Linked DNA regions of Sus scrofa: region 1 is linked to region 2. A link is a contact called in public Hi-C data. All regions are on one chromosome and are shown on one strand. The core of a region is the stretch at or near the end of the contact, and the rest is flanking DNA. Distances in the headings are between cores, read along the strand shown. Region 1 holds the start of DSE (dermatan-sulfate epimerase). Region 2 holds the start of TSPYL1 (testis-specific Y-encoded-like protein 1).

What was found. A called contact is a pair of places that touch in the nucleus more often than the background predicts.
Region 1: a contact with region 2 is called in a Hi-C map of embryonic fibroblasts, with 4 times the contacts expected there. The contact joins the promoter of DSE here to the promoter of TSPYL1 in region 2. A contact is called at or near these places in 8 of 47 Hi-C or Micro-C datasets (brain, embryonic fibroblasts, epiblast stem cells and 3 more) and 1 of 2 datasets of contacts at active chromatin or transcription factors (alveolar macrophages).

Annotation. Positions count from the first base shown.
Region 1 is chr1:81,995,479-82,002,958 of Sscrofa11.1, forward strand. It overlaps DSE (dermatan-sulfate epimerase), which reads left to right and starts at 1,416. Exons shown (of 6, transcript XM_005659399.3): 1 at 1,416-1,840.
Region 2 is chr1:81,905,122-81,912,467 of Sscrofa11.1, forward strand. TSPYL1 (testis-specific Y-encoded-like protein 1) reads right to left here and starts at 4,340. Exons shown (of 2, transcript XM_003121374.4): 1 at 3,957-4,340; 2 at 1,047-3,954. The coding sequence starts at 4,128. The coding sequence ends at 2,954.

The DNA of each region.
Region 1 (7,480 bases), core at 166-2,665, 87 kb after region 2:
TCAATTTTTGCTGTACAGCAAAGTGCCCCAGACACTCATACACATCTATTTTTTTTTTTTCATCAGTTTCTTACCCAAGAGAGTAGATACAGTTCCCTGTGCTATACAGCAGGGTCCCATCACCCATCCGTTCTAAATGAAACAGTCTGATCCGCCAACCCCAAACTCCCCATCAACACCCCATCCCCACCCCCGGCAAACACAAGTCTGCCCTCCATGTCCATGATCTGTTTCTGTTTTGTAGATAGGTCATTTATCCATATTATAGACTCCACATATCAGTGATATCATATGTGTTTGTCCTTCTCTTTCTGACTTACTTCATTTATATGAGAGTCTCTAGTTCCATCCATGTTGCTGCAAATGGCATTATTTTGTCCCTTTTTGTGGTTGCGTAGTATTCCATTGTATGTATGTACCACTTTTTCATCCATTCATCTGTTGATGGATGTTTAGGATGTTTGGATGTCTTGGCTATTGTGAATAGTGCTGCAGTGATACATACGGATCGCATGTATCTTTTTCATTGAAGTTTTGTCCAGATATATGCCCAGGGGTAGGATTGCTGGGTCATATAGTAGTTACTATATTTAGTTTTCTGAGGGACCGCCATACTGTTTTCCATAGTGGCTGTACCAAATCACAGCACTTCCAAGCAGAGGGAGAAAAGCAGTGCTAGCAGGTAAAACATCTCCAGTGCTAATGAATGGCTAAACATCTGTCCTGCACCATCTAGCTCTGGTAGCTTATTACATGCTAACACTGAGGGAGATGAAGTTATTAGCCCCAGGTGATGGCCCTGGGCTCACCTGACACTTTTCTGAGGCCAGGCTGGACCAGGCTGTGTGCAATGGCTGTTTTAAGATAATGGAAGACCCTTCTCCAAACGGGCTGTGACTGAGGTTGCAGATCCTCTACTTGAAGAACTCAGCTGGATGGAGGGTGTTTCATCCGCCCAGGCCTAGGGAATAAGGTAAATTAAATTTCCTCTTGGGAGCGTCATATAATTCATTCAGTTTGCAGGGTTCATTGCTTTTGGATTTAGAGTAGTTTGTTACCACCGCGGCTAGTTAAGGCGAGAACTGCTTCTAAATAGGTGATTTCCTCCCTTCTTTCTGAGAAGAGCGTAAAATCAAAATCGGTAGAAACGGAGTAACAATTTTGGAAAAGGCGAGGGGAGTGGGCAACAGCCCGGGTAGAAAAGATCTCAACGCTTTCCTCTCCCCGAACTGTCCGGATGCATCGCTCCTCCCCTCGGGCCTCCAAAATGTTCTTCAGTTGGGGCGATTCTAGAATCGAACCCGAAGCCTTTGGGATCTTTAGAAACTAGAGCAAGTGAGCAAATCTGAGTCAGAGAGGCCTGGCAGGGTAGGGGTGCGTGGAGTCAGGGCCGGGAGGAGGGGAAGGCCGAGCGTTGCGAGTCCGGGGCGAGGAGGAGGGGGAGAAAGAGGGGCGGGCCGGAGGTCGGGGTCCCACAGCGGGCGGGGTCCCAGTTCCCCCTTCCCCATCCTCGCCTCCCCGGGCTCTGGTGACGTTGCGGTTCCCTCCTCCTTCCAGCAGAGCCTCAGCGCCCGCCGAGTCCCGCCCTCCTCCCCCTTCGCCCACACCCCACCCGCCCGCGCCTGCCCGGCTCGCAGTAGCGCCGCCCGAGGCTGCAGCGGCGCATCCCGTGGCGCTGCGCCCACCCGCACCCATGGCGCGGCGGGTGCGCCGAGGGTTCGGCTCAGAGGGCGCCGGGGACCCGGGAGCCCTGGAGTGAAGGAGGCTGGGGAGGGGTTCCAGAGCCTGGGCCCAGGCTGGAGAGGCGACGCCCGAGAGGACGAAGCCGCGGCGGGGAGCAGTAAGTGGAGCGGCGCACGAGTGGTAGGCAGGGGCGCGCGGCGGGCGCCGCAGTGGGCCCCGCGCGGCGCAACTTGGCAACTTTCTTCCGGAGTCTCGGGTGGGTCGCGGGCCGGGGTGGCCCGGCGCGGGCGAGAGGCAGGCGGAGCCACGTCCCCGACCAGGCGCGGAGCGCCGCGGGCTGGGCGCCCGAGTCCAGCTCGGCTGGGCTCCTGGAGGGCGCGCGAGGCGTGAAGCCAGAGCCGTGGGTTTCCCCGGCGGCCAGGCGGCTTTTCGTCCCTTCCCACCCCTCGAGCGCCTAGCGCAGAGCCAGGCGCACCGGCAGAACCGGGACATCACCTTCAGTGGGTCGGCTTCGGCCGGCCCAGCCGAGATTTCCCGGGCGGCCGGCGGGGCTTCGGTTTCCCTCTGCCCGGTAAGGTGGCACAGCTCTGCGCCCTCCTTTCCCTGCGCTCCCTGCTAATCGGGGTGGCAGTGGTCGTGTGTGGCGATCTAGGCGCTGGCAGCCCGCCTCTGTGACTGCGGAAGCCGGGGAAGAAAGTCCCGAGCCGCCCCCAGACGCTGGATTCCAGAGCCGCCGGGCTCCGGCGACACTTGGAGAATTTGTTGGTAAAATCTCACTCCCAGGCAGCTCCTGGTGGTGGAGTCGAGGGGCTGGGCGGACGAGGGGGGTGGGGGTGGGGGCTTGACTCACAGGCTGGGAAGCTCTGTGAGACCTGCCACATGGGCTCAAGATCTGTCACGGCTGCAATCTGAGCTAAGTTTGTGACCGGAGAACTTTCTCATTTTCATCGCTCATTGGAGGCATCAGCCTCCGCTAGGACTTGCTGGCATTTCAGGCTGAAACCGAATCCATGGCTTGAAACTAGGAGGTGAACCTCATTTACCTGGAATTCCTTAGAGCAGGAAATTACACTTTTAGTTTCTATGGTTCTCCATGTGATAAAGTTCTTTTAAATAGTTGTTTCGTTAGTCATGGACTACAGAGTCATGGTTTAATTAGTATTACATTAAATTGAAGAATGGCCGTTCTCACTGAGAAACAGTTTGAAAATAGTTTTTTTTTTTTTTCCTCCGGTATTTTATTTTTCACCTTATAGAACGTAACCTTTCAGGAATTTACTTTTCTTCAGTTTTTTTTGAAAAATTTCTCAATAGGAGTTCCCATCGTGGCTCAGAGGTTAACGAATCCGACTAGGAACCATGAGGTTGAGGATTCGATCCCTGCCTTCCTCAATGGGTTAAGGATCCGGCGTTGCCATGAGTTGTCGTGTAGGTTGCAGAGGCGGCTTGGATCCTGCGTTGCTGTGGCTCTGGGGTAGGCTGGCAGCTACAGCTCCGATTGGACCCCTAGCCTGGGAACCTCCATATGCTGCAGGAGTGGCCCTAGAAAAGGAAAACAAACAAACAAACAAACAAAAAAACCACAGTAAATGATGACCTCTATGAAATAAAATGTGATATACAATATTTTATAGAATATTCAGACAGTACTTCTAAAATGAGATCCCAAAAATGTTTGTAATGTGCATGGGAGAAATAAGATACAGGATTATTAGAGTATTTGTGTATCATATGCTACTTTTTTTTGATAATGTCCCCATATGGAGATATGGGCTCCTTTTATGATGTAGGTAAGATGTGTTCCAGTAAAAATGGAGAAGAGAAAATACTGAATTTGATGCCTCCATCATCTAGTGACCCTTCTCTGTGGGTTCAGCAAAAGGTGCAAGACAGTGCTAGCTGCTAAGGAGACACACAGAGGGGTTTAACTGCTCTTGCTCTCCGGAAGCTATTAATGTACAAAGGGAGAAACCATAAATTAGCAACACCTGGGAGTTTGAGCTTGGGCAGCTCCTTTTTCTGCGATTGATGTACTATGTCCCTATCAGTTTCATCAAGTTTTCCTTAAATACAGTGGCCTGCATGGTACATTTAAATATTGATAGTACAGTTACCAAGTAAGATGGGATTCTTGAAAAAAGAAAAAAGAACTTAGATAAAGAGGGAAATTTGCAGCAGAACACAGTATAGACCTTTGTCACCGTGGGGATTATTAGGACCTTCGTGGTCCTGCCGGGTAGAATCTGTTTGGAATTCCTCCCTCTGAGATTAGGGGACTGGCTATTTATTACAAGACACTAGGTAAAAAGTTAGGTTTGCCACATTAGGGCAGAACCATCCTAGTGCCTCATGTTTGTGTGTGCATCTGCTTTAGTGTTTATAAAATTAGTCTGCAAATTAGCTATTGACAGGTTTTCAGTGAGATTTGTTGTCCAGTCCAATATCCTTGAGAGGGCCTAGTGATCATCCAGGAGGTAAAATTCTTAACTTCACTGATGTTGCCTCCTCCTTCCCAATACCTCAATCTAAAGATGTTCTTTTAGTTTCTGAAATAGTGTTTAAAGACCATAGATGAAAAGGCATTCTGCAACTCAACAATAAAATCTTTTGTTTATACATTTCTTAATCTACTATTTTTGTAGTAGAATATTCTGGTACTTATTTCTGTTTGGCTTGGATTACACTGTGTTGCATAAAAGGAATTACATGATTTCTACTCAATATTATGATTTTAGCAAATGATGGGAGAGCAATAAAGATACAATGTTTAAATTGGGGTTTTAATATATCAGTAACTTCAGTAAAGAAATTGGTAGAAAACTAGCATTTTGTAGTTGCAGTATGTATTAAAAATTACTTAATCATTAGCATGTTTGAGTCCTAAATACAGTAAATATTCTTATTCTTTTTCACCCTCCTCCCCCATTAAAAAAAAGGAAGAGATACTGTTAATGTCCTGGGAAGTGTTTGTGGCAGGTCTTGGGGAAATTGAAAACCTCTGATAGAGGGAAGTTTATCATGATAGTGGATACTTTTATTCCATTTATTGAGACGGGCTGGATCTTTACTGCTATGAAGGCATGGGTAGGGCAGAGAGTCCATGCCCCAAAACGCTGGATACAGTTGCTGAAAAATGCATCCAATCAGAGGACAGACCAGTTCTTATTACTGTATTACATACCTTAGAATTTTCTCATTTTGGAATTAACATTATCTTCCCCTACAGTGGTTTGTAGAATAAAACTCTTTGGGGGTCACCAGATTACCAGTAGCTATTTTTTTGTTGGTTTGGGGTTTTTTGCTTTCTTTAGGGCTGCACCTGCAGCATATGGAAGTTCCTAACCAGGGGTCGAATCAGAGATACAGTTGCTGTCCTACACCACAGCTACACCAGATCCAAGCCGCGCCTTTGACCTACACCTCCGCTCACAGCAACGCCCAGATCCTTAACCCACTGAACAGGGCCAGGGATCAAACCTGCATCCTCATGAATCCTAGTCGAGTTCATTAACCACTGAGCTGCAAAGGGAACTCCACCAGTAGCTATTTGGATGACACAATGCAATCCTCTAAACCTAGAGTCAGTGCCCCACATGGCATTTAGGCCAGTGCATAAGCCCAGAGTACCAAAAAGAGAAGTTATTTTCCAGTGAAATTCATATGGTGAATTAAGGACAGAATGGGAAGTCGAGATTAAAGCCCTAGATTCCAGAGGCACTGATGCTAATAGTTTGCTATTTGCTGATAGCAATAATTAGAAATGGATGAATTTCAGAAAGTCTTGTCAACACTAAAGCCAAACTCTAATAGCAAATTCTTTTTTAAAAATTAAACGTTGAATCATGTGTATAATATTTTAATTAATTTTTCTTTAAAGAAAATCTTTCCATATATGTTAGTAAATAAATGCAGTCCTAGGTTCTGACCCATCTAACTTTAGTGTTTCACAGCTTCTAGTTACATATGAAAAAGTGGTTTGGTTAGGGGATGGTGGAGAGAGATTGCAGGAAAGAATCATACTAGAAAGAAAAGTAGAAAGTGTTGGGTTGGAATAAAGAGGGGCCATTAGGAAACTCTTGCTTATGAATTCGTATGCATTTAGACAGCTGAAGGAAGGAGTCTTAGCTCATACAGCTACATGAACGCTTGCATTTTAAAACTGCCTAGTAATTTAACATTCTTTTTCAAATAATTCTAATATTTTGATATTTTAGCCTAGGAAATGGAGAGTGATATGGAGCAGGTGTCTTATACTCATTTTAGGGGTATAGAAATGGAAATACTGTGAAGGTAAGAGAAAACTTGTCTATCATTTACAAATAATTAGTGCCTACCTTATGTATGAGGTGAACCTAAATAGCATATTTAATTCTACTCTGCTCCATTCATGTTGTTAAAGATGCCCACATTTCATTTTCCTACAGATCTAATTTATTATCCCTTTTACTACTCATTACGGCCCATGAACTGTCAGCTGCCTGGAATGTTTATGTGCTTCCCAGGCTTCTGTAAATGGACTGTTGTACAGACCAAAGCTACCACCTCCCACTCTGCCTGTCTCTTCTCATCCTCATCAGGATTCCATCATGAGGCCTCTTCTAAGTCCCAGGGGTCCTAGTTGGCTTCAGGTCTTTGGTGCTTTACCAGGAAACTTGTTGCTTCCTTCTGCATGTCTGTGTATTTCAAAATCTCCAATCTATGGAGTGTGTGGATTTCAGGTCCTCTGTCAAATGTCTAGCAGAGTATAAACCTGCAGGAGGTGGGTGTTCAGAGTTAATTGAAGATCACACACACACGAAAAAGAAGTATGGTTTTACTTTGGAAAGAGAAGAACAGATTGTTAAGGGCTTCTTGAATGGAGTGGTGGGTTCAGTCCTTAATTCCAAATGACACTGAATTTTCATGTGCTTTAAGATTACCCTGGATTTCCTTCTAGGTTTTTTTTTTGTTTGTTTGTTTGTTTTTGCTTTTTAGGACTGCACCCATAGCACATGGAGGTTCCCTGGCTAGGGGTTGAATCAGAGCTGTAGCTGTTGGCCTACACCACAGCCACAGCAACACCAGATCTGAGCTGAGTCTGTGACCTACACCACAGCTCAAGGCAACGCCGGATCCCCAACCTACTGAGCCAGGCCAGGGATCGAACCCTCATGGATACTAGTTAGGTTCATTAACTACTGAGCCACGAAGGGAACTTCCTCCTTTTAGTTGTTTCAACTCCCTTGGGATATTCCATAAACACAGCCTTGGTAAGTGTTGTCATCTGATGTTAGTAAACAATTTCTGAAAGAACAGGATTTGCCTCTTGAGTAATATGGAGTAAACATCCTGATAATAAGCATGACTTTAGCATTTTTCTCATGTGTAACAAACTTAGCTCATGAGCAACAGGCATTTAATGCAAGCAGAAGTTATACCACAACCAAGTTGACTCAGCATTTCATAGCTCTTAAAAGGAATTTGTAAAGGAAATGGGCTCACCAAGCTTGTGGGTCTATAATATTTTTATTAATGAAGTACACAGGCAATATAGTGGCTTTACTGTTGGAGTCTAATGGCTATTGCCAAAAAAAAAAAAAAGGAGGGGGGGACATTTCTTAGCAATTCCTGAGGTGGGAGTTAGCAACATGAGGTTAGATATATAAATTTTAGTGTAAAATGTTAGTAACTGCAGATGATGTTGTGAAATTACTCATTTAAAGAAATAACAGACTACAAGTTGACACCTTCATTTAGAGTATTCCTTTACATTGTATTGAAAGTGTTATTGCTTTTTTTTGGTCTTTTTGTTTTTTAG
Region 2 (7,346 bases), core at 3,090-5,589:
CCCTGTTAAAATAGCAAGTGAAAGGTTAAATGTTAGTGTTTCATTTTTTCTAATTATTTAAACAAGAAATTTTCTTTTGAGAGGCTTTGCTAGTTTCTTGACATCAGTTTTACAAATGGCCTTGAAAACTTTTCATTATCCCATCAAAAGCCTTTTCTGGGTACTAGGTTATCTTTCCATTTGAATTACTCGTCATTCAATAAATATCTGGTGACAACCATCTGCAAAACATTATGCTAAGTGCACTAAAGAAAAGTAAAAGACATCCCATCTCTGCTTTCACAAAGCTTTCAAACTAGAAAGAAAGGGAGAGTGAAAAACATGTGAGAGTTTCTCTCTGTATTTTATTTTACTGTATCACTGTGTCTTTTTCTCCAATTTTTTAACAACAAAGGGAATGGACTTCTGGTTCTTATCTTCCCAGGGCCTGATGAAATGTCTTAGTATCTGAGAAATTCACCATAATAAATTATTGTATGTTATTTTCTAGATCAGAGGTCCCTACCAAGTACATAAAGAAATATTTCATCTTCCCTAAGAACAGGAAAACTGTAAGGCAGAAAAGTTATCTATGACAGGCCTTAAAGGATCTGACAAAGACAGAAGATGGTGAGGTTTGAAGAAAACAAGTTTCTACCGTTAAGTATGAAGATAGAAAAGTTTATCACGTATAAGAACTGTTTGCTTATTAAATGCACAAAGTGAATTAAAAAAAGAGACTAAATGACCTGAGAATATCATTTATAGAAATAAAAATGGAACCTTTAAGGAAGTAAAGGGGGGAGGATGATGCTGCATGAGCTGTTTTTTTGGGGGGGAGGTGGAGGGGAGTGACATTATGTGTAACCAGTTGCAGTTGTTAACACTTTAAAGCAAAACAGCAGCAGCAATAACCCTCCCCACGTCGGAGGGTACAGTAGCAGTGTTCCTCATTTTCTTACCTTTGGGATAACACCTACTACATCCATTTAAGAACTTTAATAATTCCACAATCTGCTGTCACCTAGAATAATTTTTATGCGCAGGGTGAGGAATAAGAAATCTAGTAGAGTAACATGCTTTTTATTTTACCATCATGCATATAAGGAAAGACAAATATACCAACGATATACCTTCAACCTGACAGAGCCATCTCATAAGTATTTAGACTATTTAGGAAAAGGGACACATCAATTACTAAGTTGCTAACAGGGCAAAGTATCAAGTAAGACAATTAAGCCACACATTTTTAGTGAGTTATTTTTCCATGACAACAGTTTCCAAAGTCCTAAAAATACGACAAGTTTTTCAAATTATATTTCTAAGGATACACTTTTTAACAGAAATAATAAGTTGAAAATCATTAGGCATATTCAGTTAAAGTCTCTATATTGTACAGGAAAATAAGACTGTTATTTTTCCAAATGTTTCCAACTGAAAGCAAAAGGAAGCCTATACAGCTCAATTTTCTCAGCAGAAACCAGGGAAAATAGCAGGATTTTACCATACACAAGTGAAATAAGAGACAAATTATTAATCTTCCTTATAAATTAAGTCAAATGAAAACAAGAGAGAAGAGTACCCAAAGTTATTTTGTGTTTTTTTAAAGAACTCTTCTCTACGCAATTTAACATTCGGGCCCTTCAATTCTCCCATGTTAATCCTGAGAAAAAGATTTCTCCTCCCAATACCAGTGACAAAATTCCCTTGATGGCTCTCAGTCAGTCTTAATTTTTGGCCCAATTTTTTAACCTGGCTCATTTTTACTTGTGTTCTTTGGTTTTCCCTCCTTTGGTACCCATCACAGTCTCCTTAGTTCTTCTATCCATTATGACCTAGATATCACTTTCATTCCATCTGTCTACCTTTAAATATTCTAGGTGTTGTTAAAAGGAGTGGAGAGCAGAGGGAAAGAAGAGCTCTGGCAGTCTATACTACAGACAACCTGTTCCTCGAAATAATGGAAAGAACCAAATTAAACTAAAATACTTCATTTTACAAATTTTTATGAGCTATCACTTCTTTTAAGAGATAGAAGAGCATGGATAAAGTGTACTGCTATCCTGGCACTTAATCATGTTCAGGATGAAAAAGGAGGCACAAAGAGGTACCTAGGTTTCGTGTGAATTCACTAGTTGGGGCTGAGAATGCCTGGTACTTTGAACAGATACCACCCTTACTTCTGCCATAAGGACAGGTCTAGCTTATCATCACAACCCCTTGCCCGACAACAGCAGGGTCCTGGATAATGGGAATAAAGGGAAGAGAGGAGGTGAGGAATAGAGGTCTTTTGGGGAGAAGAATGGAAGGGTCTTTTGTGTGCTGGCAATAAACCTGGGTTCATCATCAGTTCTGGAGATTGTTTACCAGAGATGAGAGAGGGGTTGACACTGGTCCAGAAGAGGTTCATCCAGTGCGTGGCAGCCCAGGGCAGAGCCAGTAGCAAGAAGCAATAGGTGGCCAGAGGTGCAAGAGCAATGGAGTCACATAAATCACACAGGCCAAGAGGCCCACTGCTGTTCTCAGTTGATGTCACTAATGCTCAGCAACTGTCCACAGGCTATACATATGCCTGTACTGCAAAGCAAAGTGGGTAGAACAGGCTCCTACCCAAAGCTAGAATTCCAGGCGTAAAAGCCAGATTGGAAGCTGGAGGAACAAACAGGGTCCAAGCAGTGCGGATAAAGACAGTGCATTTTACAGCTTCACTTGCTTGGCTTATGAGTGGTGTAAATCATGGCCACGCAGAATGTGATATCAATGCAAAACTGCATCAAGGCCATGTGGAAGTGGAGAAAGATGGCCATGATGGTCTCAATCTTGAGGTTGAAAGAAAAGACTGTTCAGAAGAAAAAGGCTGCAGAATTGTCAGAGGGGAAAAAAAAGTGGAAGGCATACCCATTTCTGTGCCCAAGCACAGGTCCAGCAAGACGCAAAAGGGGACGCTATGCAGGAGCATTCCCAAAGGCAAAGTTTAACCAGACTGGAATCCAAAAGGCCTAGGGATCTCCACTGGTTCCCTTATTGGGCGACGTCTGACTCTGCGGACTCCTTCACGCAGCAGGTAGTACTGCAGTGGATTTGGCCACAGGTCCTCTTTAATGATCTCAGCAATTCTGTCAGACTCTGGAAGGCTGTGGTCTGAAAACCAGGTGAAGAAATTGCAGACCACCTCTTGGTTCCTGCGAATGAAGGACTGAGGTTCATGACCCCGGCGCCATATGATTGGAGTGGAGAGAGACACCACTCGGCCAGAGGCTCTGACCTCATATTCCTTGACGATCAGCTTGTTTCTAAAGTAGGGGTTTCTTCGAAAGAAGAACTTGAACTTGCAGCCTGTTCGAGGGTGTCTGAGCTCCTTCACCTCCAAGTTGGTTATGTATCGTAACATCTCTGCATCCTGGCCCCTAATCATGGGGGCCAGCTGGGGGTGGTTCCGAAAGGCAGTGACCCAGAAGCCCGGGATGTTCTGAATGATGTAGTTTCTCCGCTCCAGGTAGTGTCGACGCATCCGCCCGAACTTATGCTCTAGTTGCTGAAAAGCCCGGTCAGCCTGAGCGTTCACAGTGTCCAGTTCCAGCTGGATGGCCTCCAGCGGGTTCATGCGGAGATCCAGACGAAGGGGCCGGTAACCGGCTCGCGCCCTCTCCTCCTCTACCACCACCCTATTCTCCACCATTTCTATTTCTTCACCCACTGGCTGTTCCTCCACCTCCATCTGCTGGTCCACTGCCTCCACCGCCTGGGCTCCTTCCTTCCCCGCCACCTCCTCCAGCACTGGGACTGAGGAGGCGGGGCCCTCTTCGGTCTTCACGTCCTCAGCCTTCGCCTCTGCCATCGCCTCGGACCCCAACTTCTCCGCGCCTCCTGCTTCCATGGCTTTCTTCCCCTCAGGACCGTGCAGCTCTCCCCGGCGACCGCCATTTCCCAGGCTGCCGCCCGTTGCCAGAGCCTTGGACGCGGTTTCCAAGCCTCCGCGGGGGGCGGAGCTTGCTCCTGCCCGGCTCCGCAGTCCCCACCGCCTCGGGGCTGGGTAGCACGGGCACAGCTCGGATCTGGGGGAGCAGCCTGGGGTGCGCCCCGCTCCTCTGGAAGCTGGAGCTGTGGCTGCGTGACGGGCGCCAAGCTCTCCTCGCCCGTCTCCGCCATCACCTGTGACGCCTCGGTTTCCTCACGGAGCTTCGGGCACTGGGAAGGGTCCGGGTCTCCGGGGGCACTGGCAGGGGTAGTAAGTCTGTGGGTTGGGGAGCGAGGAGTCTCCTCGACTCCCTCCGGGCCGCTCGTCCCCAGCAACCAGACCAACGGTAGCTAGTCTGTTTTCCTCACAGAAGCTGCATTCGGCGACAACCAGCCGTTGGTGCCGCCCACTCTCTAGTCTCGCGAGCGTCTCTGTGAGGATGACGTCAGGGCTGTGGATCTCACCGTGACGTGAGAATTCGTTCCTGCTGTAGCTTGTTTGGTATCCTGCTCTGCAGGTGTGTTTGCTTAGTTTTAGTCCCATGTTTTTAAATCAGGTGAACTGGTAATTTGACCTGGGTAAATAAATGCAGCTTGGACTCAGAGAAGCAATGAGAACCTTCCCTGCGATGCATCTGTAAACTACCTCTAGCTTGTATTCTAGGGTAATGAATGGTAGGGGTCCCCAGGGCTACATTGCCTGCTGTCGTCTGAAAACATGTTTTTCTGGTTTTCAGTATTTTCTAGGCAAGAAGGTAAATCTATCCCCTGTTACTCCATTATGGCCGGTAGCAAAATCTTCTCATTATTTTTTAACTAAGATGAATAGTTAATTGTTTCCCTTTTCTCAGGTAGAAGTGACATGAAAACATTAATTCTGGCCTCTAATATCACTGGGAGAAAAAGCTCCTGAGCGACTTTTTTACCACGAAAGTGATGCAGATTATTCCTTGCTAGTCCTAACTTTATAATCTGCATCAAAGAAGGGTTTGTCCTACATAATTTCTGCAAGAATTAAGTCAGGATCGTTTTGCTAAATCTTGCTCCATGGCTCCTCACTGGAATAAATAGAAAAGCAATTTCCAGACCCCTAAACTATTAACCACTTAACGAATTTAGTTCTGCAAAGAGATAGGAAAGGTTGGCTCTGATAAAGTATATATTCATGCAATTAGTTTATAGAGTTTCTTTAAGAGGGATATCAGTGCCTTTGGTTGCTTTAGTTTGTTACTTGTGAGGAAAATGGGTGTTAGAGGATTCCAAGGCCTCAAAGAAATGCCCATAGAGTGTCCAACCTCCATCATTTTTTATGACTAAAGGCCAATTAAAATCGGTAAACAGAAAGGTCATAAGTATAAAATAAACTGCAGAATAACAAGTTTCAGTAAGTTGATTCAAGGTGCAACCAAGTCAAATGTTTTTTGTTCTATTTGCTTTGCCCTGTATAGTAGGCTGCCCAAGATGTCCATGTCTAAACCTTCAGAATCTATGAATGTATTATCTTACCTGGCAAAAGGGACTTTATGGGAATTCCTGGGTGGTCTAGTGGTTAGGATTTGGCACTTTGGCTTGAGTTCAGTCCCTTTTCTGGGAACTGAGATCCCACATCAAGCTGCTGCACACTGCAGCTAAAAAAGGGGGTGTAGACTTTGCAGATATGACTAGGTTAAGGAACAGGAGATTGGAAGATTATCTTGGATTTTTCAGGTGGCCCCTGTGTAATTACAATGATCATTATAAAAAGAAAACATATCAGTGTCAGTGTGAAATGTTACGACCAGTGCAAGAAGTGAGGAGAGAGAAAAAGAGGACGAGGTTTGAAGATCGAGGAAGGAACAAGGATCCAAGAAATAAAGGAGGCCTCTAGAAGCTGGAAAGGTAAGGAAATAGTTTCCCATAGAGCCTCCAAAGGAATGCAGCTCTGTCAACACCTTGATTTTATCTAACCTCCAAAACTGGAAGATAATCAATTTGTTTAGTTTTAAACTGTTTGTGGTAGTTTGGATTGAGGGTTTTTATTTTTGGGGTTTTTTTTTTTTTTTTTTTTTTGTTTTTTTTTTTTTTTTTTTTGGTCTTTTTAGGGCTATACCCACAGCATATGGAAGTTCCCAGGCTATGGGTAGAATCAGAGCTACAGCTGCCGGTCTACACCACAGCCACAGCAACACGGGATCTGAGCTACATCTATGATCTACACCACAGCTCACAGCAATGCCAAATCCTTAGCCCACTGATCGAAGCCAGGGATGGAACCCACATCCGTGGATACTAGTTGGGTTCGTTATCACTGAGCCACGACAGGAACTCCCTGAGTTGAGTTTGGTTGCATCTTTGTGTGGCTCAGGTTTTTCCTGGCAGCAGCCCCTTCAGCCTTGCCATTGCTTCCTCTGAGGTCCTGCTCAGCAACTGTGATGTGTCATATTTAGGCTCTCTTTTTGGCTATCAAGTCCAGAAATATACTCAGGCAACACACAGAAAGACAAAATCAAACCAAAACCTGTGATAAAATATGTTTGAAAGACTGTGAACTCTAGGAGGCCAGGGTCATGGTTTTGTTTACCACTGTCTACCTAGTACCTAGTAAACCGATGTGTACTATGTTGCCTAGATGATTAGAATGTTAAATAAAGGAACAGATGCACAGGGTACATTTCTTCTGCCTGCAGATGGCTCTTGCAGAAATAAGGGGCACTCCGCTTGTCATCCTGCTCTCCTCCCCATCTGCCACCAGCAAACCAGAGCACAGCTCTACTGTGTGCAGTAACGACGTCCAAGTCAGAATGAATTTGTATGTATTTATCAAAGCCTCAGAAAGCATAGATAAACTACAGGGAAAGCAGTTTTGTTTTATAAATAATTTACATTTGTGTGGTAACTGACAAACACTGGAAGGACTGTCATATTTAGGAGGTTTACATAGCAAAGCCTCAGACTACCAGCACTGCGTCTCCAGTTCTTCTCTCTTTCTGAGCCAGCCAAGGTAATATTTCAAGCCTTACTTCATTTCTCTCTGCAAGAAATGTATATAGATACTGTAATGCATGGCTGCAATTACTTTTTTATAGACAGGAATGAATGATGGGATTTTCCACAAGGCCCACTTTATGTCTTTTTAAAAATTTTTTGAATTGATTTACAATGTTGTGTTAATTTCTGCTTACAGCAAAGTGACTCAATTATACATCTATGTATATAATTATCATTATTGTCTTTTTAGGGCCATACCCATGGCATGTGGAGGCTCCCAGACTAGGGATAGAATCAGAGTTACAGCTGCTGGCCTAAACCACAGCCACAGCAACATGGGATCTAAGCCATGTCTGCAGCCTACACCGCAGCTCACCGCAATGCCAGATCCTTAACCCACTGAGCGAGGCCAGGAATTGAACCCGCATCCTTATGGATATTAG